Linked DNA regions of Gossypium hirsutum: region 2 is linked to region 1. The links are chromatin contacts, called in public Hi-C maps. All regions are on one chromosome and are shown on one strand. Each heading gives the region's core, a stretch centred on a gene start, on an enhancer-like site or on the middle of the called end of the contact. The rest is flanking DNA. Distances are from core to core; before and after follow the strand shown. Region 1 holds the start of LOC107894978 (zinc finger CCHC domain-containing protein 7). Region 2 has its middle 14 kb from the start of LOC121212761.

The links. A called contact is a pair of places that touch in the nucleus more often than the background predicts.
Region 2: a contact with region 1 is called in a Hi-C map of leaf, with 2.0 times the contacts expected there. The contact joins the enhancer-like site here to the promoter of LOC107894978 in region 1. A contact is called at or near these places in 2 of 34 Hi-C or Micro-C datasets (both in leaf).

Annotation. Positions count from the first base shown.
Region 1 is chrA13:49,597,032-49,601,634 of Gossypium_hirsutum_v2.1, forward strand. It overlaps LOC107894978 (zinc finger CCHC domain-containing protein 7), which reads left to right and starts at 1,636. Exons shown (of 7, transcript XM_016820133.2): 1 at 1,636-2,156; 2 at 3,255-3,407; 3 at 3,502-3,663; 4 at 4,172-4,333; 5 at 4,458-4,574. The coding sequence starts at 1,803.
Region 2 is chrA13:50,190,982-50,195,966 of Gossypium_hirsutum_v2.1, forward strand. No RefSeq gene overlaps it. Among protein-coding and RNA genes, the nearest start is that of LOC121212761, 14 kb to the left of the region's middle. Within about 2 kb of position 1,675, at least 5 of the 9 cell types and tissues checked have an H3K27ac peak or open chromatin away from gene starts, as enhancers often do. A contact at or near this core is called in leaf, where this site is marked.

The DNA of each region.
Region 1 (4,603 bases), core at 386-2,885:
TGAAATACCATTTTTATTTTATTACTTTTTACATAAATTATTTTACCCAAATGATTATATTAACACTTTAGGGTGAAAATTTTTATTTTAATAGATAAAATTTTGTTGGCAAGATGATATTATTCATTTAATTTTTTTTAGATCTATTACTAGAAACGATAAACACCCAACAAAAGTCACAATTTAGGTCCAAAGTTATTTATTTAATATGTAAATTAAAATTCAATTGTAATTTAAACTACAATAAAAAGCGTTGGGTTGGTGTTAAAAATTAATTTTAAAATAATTTAATAATTATAAAATTATATTAATAAAATAAAACGAATGGTACTGGAAACAAACATTATTCTTTAGAACGTGTTTGAAAAACCACTCATTAATTGGATTTGAATACAATCACTTGTAATTACATATATTTAGTATGTTTAAGTAACCCATAAAATTGAAATATTAAATAATTTATTAAAATAATAAATTATATTAATAATTATTATATGATTAAATATAAATAATTAAATATATTTTTTAATAATATTAAAAATATAATATTTTAATAATTTTTAAAAATAAAATAAAAATTTATTTTATATATGTAATATTAAAAAACAAAAAGGGCACGTGACACATTCTAATAGAGTCATGTAGACTGTCAACGATAGTTAACAGATGGTCAATGTCAATTAACAGTAGTCAACGCAAGTTAATGGTTTATCAAAGTCAAAAGTTTTTTTAATATTTAAATATTTAAATACTTAATAATATAATTTTTTAATTTTTTAATTTAAATTTAGTGTTTTTATTTTAAATAAACTAATTGTCATGTGACACATTTTGCTTGACACCAAATGGTAACTAATTTTTTTAATGCTATTAGAAAAATTGAACTAGATAATGGAATGATAGTTTAAGTATAGATCTGAAGCAAAAAATTTAGGTACTAAAATGAGAAAGTAAGACGTCGTTAAGCCTAAAATTAAATCTAAAGCAATTAATGACATTAGTTCGGGAAAAAAATTAAATATAAAGGGCAAGTGACACATTCTAATAGAGCCATGTAGACTTTCAACAACAATCAACGACTGGTCAATGTCGATTAACAGTGGTCAATGCAAGTAATGGTTTATCGAAGTCAAAGATTTTGTTAATATTTAATAATATAATTTTTAAATTTAAATTTAGAGTGTGTTTTGATGAGCAGTGTGTTTACTTGCAGTTAATGTAAAAATAACAGTAGCAGTGAGATTAGATACTGTAACGACATTGTAGCGTGAGACAAAAAGTAAGTTAAACGCACCACATCACATCACACCGAATCACTCATCCAAACCTACCTTTAATGCTTTTATTTTAAATAAATTAATTGTAACTAATACATTCTGGTTGGATGTGCGACTTGCACATTTTGATGGACATCACATTGTACTTGGTTTTATTAATGCTGTTAAAAAGAATTCAACCAAATAATGAAATAATAGTTTAAGTAAGTAGCAATCTGAAACAAAAAATTTAAATATTAAAGTGGGAAAGCAAACTGAGTCGTTAAGCCTAAATTTAAATATAAAGCAATTAATGACACCAGTTTGGGAGAAAATTTAAATATAAAGCCCATAAATGCTGGATTTTTTGGGGCTAACTGGCCCAACTGTCTTTTTCAAATTTCAACCGCTAAATCCAATGACAGTAAAGGTCAAACAAAATAAAAACCCTAGCTTTCGTGGCACCGTTTAGGATATTTCCCTGCAGTTGCAGAAAACTGCAAACCCTAATTATCAAGAAAATTGCATTCCCTACAAAAGATCTTCATGGCGAAGAAGGGCAAGGCCAAATCAGCAAAATTTGAGATCGAAGAGAACGAATCGGGACCATTAGATTCGAAACCATTGATGGTACTAAGCATTAGTGACGACGAGGAAGCCAATGAAGACCTAAGCTTGAAGATCGTGGAGAAAGCACTATTGGTGAAAGCGACGAGGTTTAGTGAAGGATGCCACGGCGTTTCCGATGACCCAGGCGTCGTTTCTGTGGTGGGTTTGGCTTCGTCGTCACGCGGGGGATCTGATGTAGCTGGTACCAGTGGTGGCCGTGAACAGGCAGATTTGGATTTGGAAAGTAAGAAAATTGTTAGAAGGAAAAAGAAGAAAACGAAAACTGAGAAGGTTAAAATTCTGTTTTTGTTGTTTCTTCAGAAATGATTGTTTTGATCCAATGTGCTGCTCGGAGAAAAAAATAATGTAGTTGAAATTTATTTAAAAGTAATTTTTTTACTACAGAGAGTTGATGAGATGATACAAGTAAAGAATCATAAATTTGTGGAACTTTTAATATGATTTGAAGTGTTGTAAATATAGATAGGCTTTGGGATTTACGATTACTGTTTCAAATGAGGGATCCTCTATGCTTGTTTGCTATGATAATTTGAATTCCAGCTCGTTCCGCTTAGTTATTTGGTCAAACTATTTATTGAAGAATTGTTGGATAAGTCTTGTTGAATAAATATTTTCTGTTTGTTGGGTTAATAAGTTCTTGGTTTTTGTTCTGTCTCCTTCTCCAAGCTCGTTATGGGAGGTCTTCTTTACCGAGAAAACTTGACCTTTTCTCTTTTCCTGCAAACTTCTATCAGGAACCGGCCTCTTTTTTGATTTTTCCCTGTCTTTATTATTATTATTATTTATAGAATGCCTGCTATAGATTACAGTTCTTTGGTAATGCACTGATGCCCGAATTTGTGGTGGTTATTCACATTTTAGGGTGTGCAAGAATAAGGCAATCAAGGGGCGCCCTAGTTAGTGCTATAGTATGCACTTTCAATGTTTATTTCAGTATCTCATAGATAGTGGAGATATCAAGTAATTTGATGAAATGAAAGAAGTGTAAAGAGGGTGACCTTACCTTCAGGGAGACTATCTTGCCTTTGGGTACTGATATTAATCTTATCACTGGGTAATTTATGGGCATAAAAAAGAGTTTCTGCTAGGAAAATGAAGGAAAGGAATCGTACTTTTGTTGTACTTCATAATTCCAATAATGCAACTCTGGTATGTTGGACTTGGCTTCAAAAAATAGTTAGAATTGGACTTTTAACTGTCAAGATTGCTTTTATTTCTGTTATGGTTTTCGTCACAGCTGGTTATGTATTGGTTTTTTTTTCTCATTGAGTGTGTTGTTGAATAAATGTTGTACTGGATTCAATCTTGCAGCATGTTATATGGCTAACTTTTTATCTAATTTTGCAATCTCTTTTGTTATTGCACCAGGTCACAGTTGCAGAGGATGGAAATAAAGCTGAGATGATAGAGAAGGTTGAGACAGTTGAGGAGATTATTATGGCTAACGATGTAGAGACTGTTGAATCTCTTGACTCAAATACTGTAGACAAATCTGACAATATTGTACTCCGGAAGCTTCTTGTGAGTTTAAATATGTTCTTTGAACTGTGGTTTAGAAGAAAATTTCCCTTTGGTGGATTGGTTTTCAGCATCTCTTTGTTATTTATTCTATCAGCGGGGGGCGAGATACTTTGATCCTCCAGATAGTGGTTGGGGAACATGCTATAATTGTGGTGAAGAAGGGCACATGGCAGTGAACTGTAAATCTGCTTCAAAGCGGAAGAAACCATGCTTCCTTTGTGGGAGTTTGGATCATGGGGCTAGACAGTGCTCAAAGGTATGAACGGGAAGACTGATGTTTAAATTATTACAATATCTTTTAACTTCTAGCTTTCTGTTGAAGTTAATATCTTTTCTGAATTGTGCTGTGCCCTTTTTGGGTTGGAAGTGGGTGGGCCGTTTATGTTAATTTTTTTTATCTATTCATAGGTAGGAAATGAGTATTTTTGAAGTTACTACAATTTTCATTCCTGGAAATGGTGGACATGCTTATGTGTTGCCTTTATAAAATAAGATGCTTAACACACTGGTGATATTACAATGATAAACTTTAGTGGTTAAGCAGGTACCTCCTTGTTTTCTAGTAGGCTTTAGCTCTTTGAAGGGTCTGTAGATCCAATTGTGGATGCATCATTTACCTATCACTTCTTTATGCCTTTCCTCTAATTGTTTCATTTTCAAATAGAAATTATAAAGTGGTCCTACCAGTGATTGTTAAAGCATGTTTTGAAAATTTTAATTGGGGCATTAGTATTGGTGTGCTTGTAATTTTAATTTCTTTGTAGACGCAAGATTGCTTCATATGCAAAAAAAGTGGTCACCGTGCAAAGGATTGTCCAGACAAACACAACAGTGGCTCAAAGCATGGTAGATTTTGTTTAAGATGTGGAGGTTCTGGGCATGACATGTTTTCATGCAGGAATGACTATTCTCGTGATGATATCAAGGTTTCTGCATGTTTCCTACTAGTGTTGTTAATTATTGTCTTTTCCATTGATGTCAATTGTGGTTTTCTGTTAGGATTCCTGTTCTCTAATCATATTACTTATGTTTTTCTAACTCCTGAATCAGGAAATACAATGCTATGTCTGCAAGAGTTTTGGCCATTTGTGTTGTGTTAATTCTGTTGATACCAATGCAAGAGAAGTTTCTTGTTACAGATGTGGCCAAGTGGGTCATACTGGTTTGGTGAGTTTTTACTTGTCATGTGCATATTC
Region 2 (4,985 bases), core at 425-2,924, 590 kb after region 1:
CTACCTTATTGACACTCCGTAAATATTTATAAAAATATTTATGGCTGGGTTTATAATACCGAGATCTCGATTCTTTTTTTTCTTAATTTTTTGACCAAATAAATCTTTATAAAACACAATTTACTATTTCAAAAATGTTTTAAAAGCTACATTTGGCTCATAAATATTAAATAATATAATCTAAGAGTTCATTTTTCATATTTGGTGGTCTCGAACCACTATTTTTGACATCGTTGAAATTTGAGCTATTAGAATTATTATCAACTCAATCCTTATAAATCATATTTGATTCTTATTGATAATCCTTGGATGGAGGAAATTTCACTTTTACGGTTTTCTCAACAAAAATAGAAAATTTACAATTTAATTCTTGAACTTTCAAATTTTTCTAATTTTGTCCCAAAGTGATTTTCATTACTCCAATACATATTCCAAATTATTTCCAAACCAAATAATCAATAATAATTCATCTTTTCTCTTTTTGATAAATTTACATTTTAATCCTCTAACTTTTTAGAATTTACAACTTGGTCCCGTTTTACCCATTCTCACATCCATAGTTCTTTTTATTGATTTCCACATCCAATTATCAATTTTTATTTTATAAAAATTATTCATTCCCAATTTTCCCAAAAATTCACTAAATTTATTCTCGAAATAATGTCATATATCTTATAAAAAAATTCTAGGGTATTACAAATATTTGATATACTATTTTTTATAATAGAAACATGAGAAATATAATAAAAAATTATTATATTTACATGGATTTGAACCAATGTAAGAGATTTTGATATTTAAAAATTGTTTAAAAAATAATATATTTGTGTTTAAATCTAATAAATTTAAAACAGAGTGAATTCATTAAGTAAATTTAAAGCTTGTTTTCAACTTTTTTTAATTTTATAAAATATTTTTAATGAAAATAATGAAAGCAAATTTTTATTATTTTTTAATTTTCACATATTTTCATTTTTAAAAATCATTTTTCAAATTTTGAACCTAATTTGTTTTCCTTTTTCTAAGAATTCGAAAACAAAAATGGTATCAATTTCTTGAAACCGTGGTTTCTGGAATTTTTTTTTCATTTTTTATTTTTTAAAAATTAAAAAACATATTTAATAAATATAAATAAAAATTTGTTTTCAATAATAAAAACATGTTTGGTACCTAATTTTCTATAATAGAAGCATAAGAACTAAAAAAAAACTACATTAATATAGATTCAAACCATATACCAAATTTAAATATTTGAAAAGCTATTAAAAAAGAATATTTTTATGAGTTTGAAATAGGATCAATTTATTTAAAGTTAAAAATACCCTTGTTTTCATCTTTTTTAGTGAAAGTAATAAAAAAACTTTCAGTTGTTTTTTAATTTTCACATATTTTTTACAAGAATTGTTTTTAAAATGATTAATCAAACTTGTTTTTCTTAGTGAAAAAAAAAAGTGTAGATACTAAAATAGGAAAACGCAAATATGTTACCGTCGATAATGTTACTGGAAGAACAAGAAATGAAGAAGAAAGAAGTAGGAGAGGAAGAGATAAAAGCAGTTGAGACAAGAGAACCAAGAAGGGAGAATAATTAAGTTTTTCATAATACCCCTCATGTCTGTCATACGGGGTTAAAAGAGTGCAGCACAAACAGACAGACAGTTGTCAATACAAACAGGGTAAAACTCACCGTTTAAAGAAAATAAAACAGACAAACGCAGCGTTTGACGCATGATAATTAGAAATTAAAAATAGTGTGAAATAAACAGAGTTGAAACCGTGGCCTTCCATTTTGGTCGGTATCAGTTACTCCCTTCTCGAACAGGATCCTTGTCCTCAAGGATCAAAATTAGGATACCGCTTCTGTAGCTCTTGTAGATCCTCCCATGTTGAGTCTTCAGGGTAGGTGTTGAACCATTCAACTAGCACCTCTGTTGCCGCATGATTGCCCTTCTTAACCATTCTTCTTTCTAAGATTCTTGATGGTTCTTTGTCGAGGGTACCATCAGTCCCTACTACAGGCAGCATAGGCGAAGGTGGTGTCTTACCGATGTGCCTTTTGAGCTGAGAGACGTGAATGTAGGGTGAATTCCTGATCCCAGTGGCAAAGTTAGTTTGTAAGCAACTGAACCCACTTTGGCTTCCACAGGCAAGGGTCCAAATTATTTAGGTGACAGTTTGTGATTCTTTAGCTTTCGGAGTGTGTGTTTTCGGTATGGCTACAACCTAAGGTATACCCAATCTCTAATTTCAAAACTCCTATCCGACCTCTTCTTGTTGGCAACCTGTCTCATTCTCTCTTGAGCTCTCTTCAAATGAAAGTGATGAAGCCTCCTCATAGCTTCTCTATTTTGCAAGCTTCGATCTACTATAGCTACATTGGAAGAACCAACTAGATACGGTAAGTGTAGGGGTGGGACTTGGCCATAAAGAGCTTCATATGGAGTGGTTTGAATCGCTGAATGGTGTGTACTGTTATACCACCATTCAGCTAAGGGTAACCATTGTACCCACTCCTTAGGACATTTACCAGCCATGCATCTTAGATAGCCTTCTAGGCATCGGTTCAGAACCTCAGTCTGTCCATCCGTTTGGGGATGATATGCTGTCGATAAACACATTTAGACCCCAACCTTCTAAAGAGTTCTTGCTAGAAATTGCTCACAAATATTTTGTCCTTATCCGACACGATTGTCTCAAGAATACCATGTAGCTTATAAACATGTGTCAAGTATTCTTGGGCGACAGTGATGGCTATGAAAGGGTGTGAGAGGGGTACGAAATGCCCATACTTTGTGAGTCTATCGACTATCACTAATATGGTGTTCTTGTTGCGGGAAGTAGGTAACCCTTCTATGAAATCCATGCTGATAGCTTGCCATGCACGAGAGGGGATGGGTAGGGGCTGTAGGAGACTAGGAGAGGCTGCCAAGTCTGCCTTGCACCGTTGAAAAATAGGGCATTCCCTAACCCATTTCATTATATCCTTAGCTAGACCCTTCCAGTATATCTATCCGGACATTCTAACCTTGGTAGCATGTGCTCCTGAGTGACGTCCCAATGAGCTACTATGAAAACTTTCGAATAGCTCCCTCCTAAGGCTTTCATCATTCCCTACGACTGCCTTCCCTTTTCTTCTTAATATTTGACCATCCCATGAGTAATTCGGGTGCCTCTGAGGGTTGTCTTGGAGCTCGATGCATAGTTGTTGCAGCTTGGAATCAACTAAGACAGATTTCACCACTTTTTCCCATAATTCTGACCATGAAATGCTCCCTATACATTGTAACAATTGTCCCGTTGATTCTTGAGATTTTCTGGATAGGGCATCAGCTACCAACTTTCATGCACCCCTCCTATACGTGATGTAGTAGTCATATCCCAGCATTTTGACTACCCATTTTTGCTGGAATGGGGTAGTAGCTTGTCGATCTACTAAAAAATTCAGACATTGGTGATCAGTCCTAATTTGAAACCTCATCCCAACCAAGTACGTGTGCCATTTCTTGACTGCCATGAGAATCGCAAGCATTTCCTTATCATAGATGGAAAGCGCTTGATGCTTTAACCCTAGTCCCTTGCTGAAGAATGCCACGGGTCTCCCTTTTTGGTGTAACACAGCCCCAACCCCTTGACCGCATGCATCAGTATCGATGCAAAACTCTTCATTAAAATTAGGAAGAGACAACACTGGTGCTTGGCATACAACTTGCTTTAGTGATCCAAAGGCCACTTGCTTACTTTCGGTCCAGTTTCAGGCAGCGTCTTTCTTAAGCAAGTTGGTTAAGGGTTGTGCCATGACCCCATAGTTTTTTATAAATCTTCTATAGTAGCCCGAAAGGCCTAGGAAGCCCCTCAATTCTTTGATCGATTTGGGGGTAGGCCAATTTGAAACTCCCTCAACTTTTGTAACATCCATTGTTACCTTTCCTGCAGATATAACATGCCCCAAATATTCTATTTGATGAGTGCCAAAGGTACATTTACTTTACTTGACAAATAGGTGGTTGTTCCTCAAAAGTTACAGCACCTCTCGTAAATGCTTCATATGCTCGGTCCAGCTGTAAGAATAAACTAGTATGTCATCAAAAAATACTAGGACCGATCTTCTTAATAAGTCTTTGAAGATGGTATTCATCACTGCTTGGAAGGTTGAATGGGCATTGGTTAAGCCGAAGGGTATAACCAAGAATTCATAATGCCTTTCATGTGTCTTGAAGGCTGTTTTGAAAATGTCCTCTTCATGCATTCTAATTTGGTGATATCCCGATCGGAGGTCTAACTTGGAGAAAAAGAGGGCCTATCCCAGTTCATCCAATAATTCTTCGATGATGGGTATGGGAAACCTATCCTTAATGGTAAGTTGGTTCAAGTGGCGGTAATCTACGCATAAACGCTAGCTCCCATCCTTTTTCTTGACCATTACGACAGGTGAGGAAAATGGGCTATTACTATCCCGTATGATTCTAGCTTGCAGCATCTCATTAATGAGTCTCTCAATTTCTGTCTTCTGTAATGTAGGGTGTCTGTAGGGCCTCACATTAATCACCCTTGTTTCATCGTGCAATGGGATTCTATGATCTTGTGTTCTTGCTGGAGGAAGTGTATTTGGTGTCTTGAACACATCATCGTATTCCCTTAATAGTAGTTGCAAGTCTACCTGGGTGAGAGCAGGTGACATTTTCAGCATGGTATGCTGATTTGTAGCCAGCATCATAGGACAAGGACTGAAGTATCTGTAAGCTTCCTGGTTCAATACCTTGCAGCATGCAACTTTGCCCCCCATGCTCGAACCTCATAGTGAGAGATTGAAAATTCCAAACAACAGCTCCTAAAGAAAGTAGCCACTATATCCCTAGCACTAAGTCACACCCCTTCACTAGAAGGACCATGAAATCAGTTACAAACTTGTAGCCTTGTGTCTGCCAGTCAATAGCTCTACATAACCCTTTTGTGCACAAACTTCCCTCATTAGCGACCATAATCTT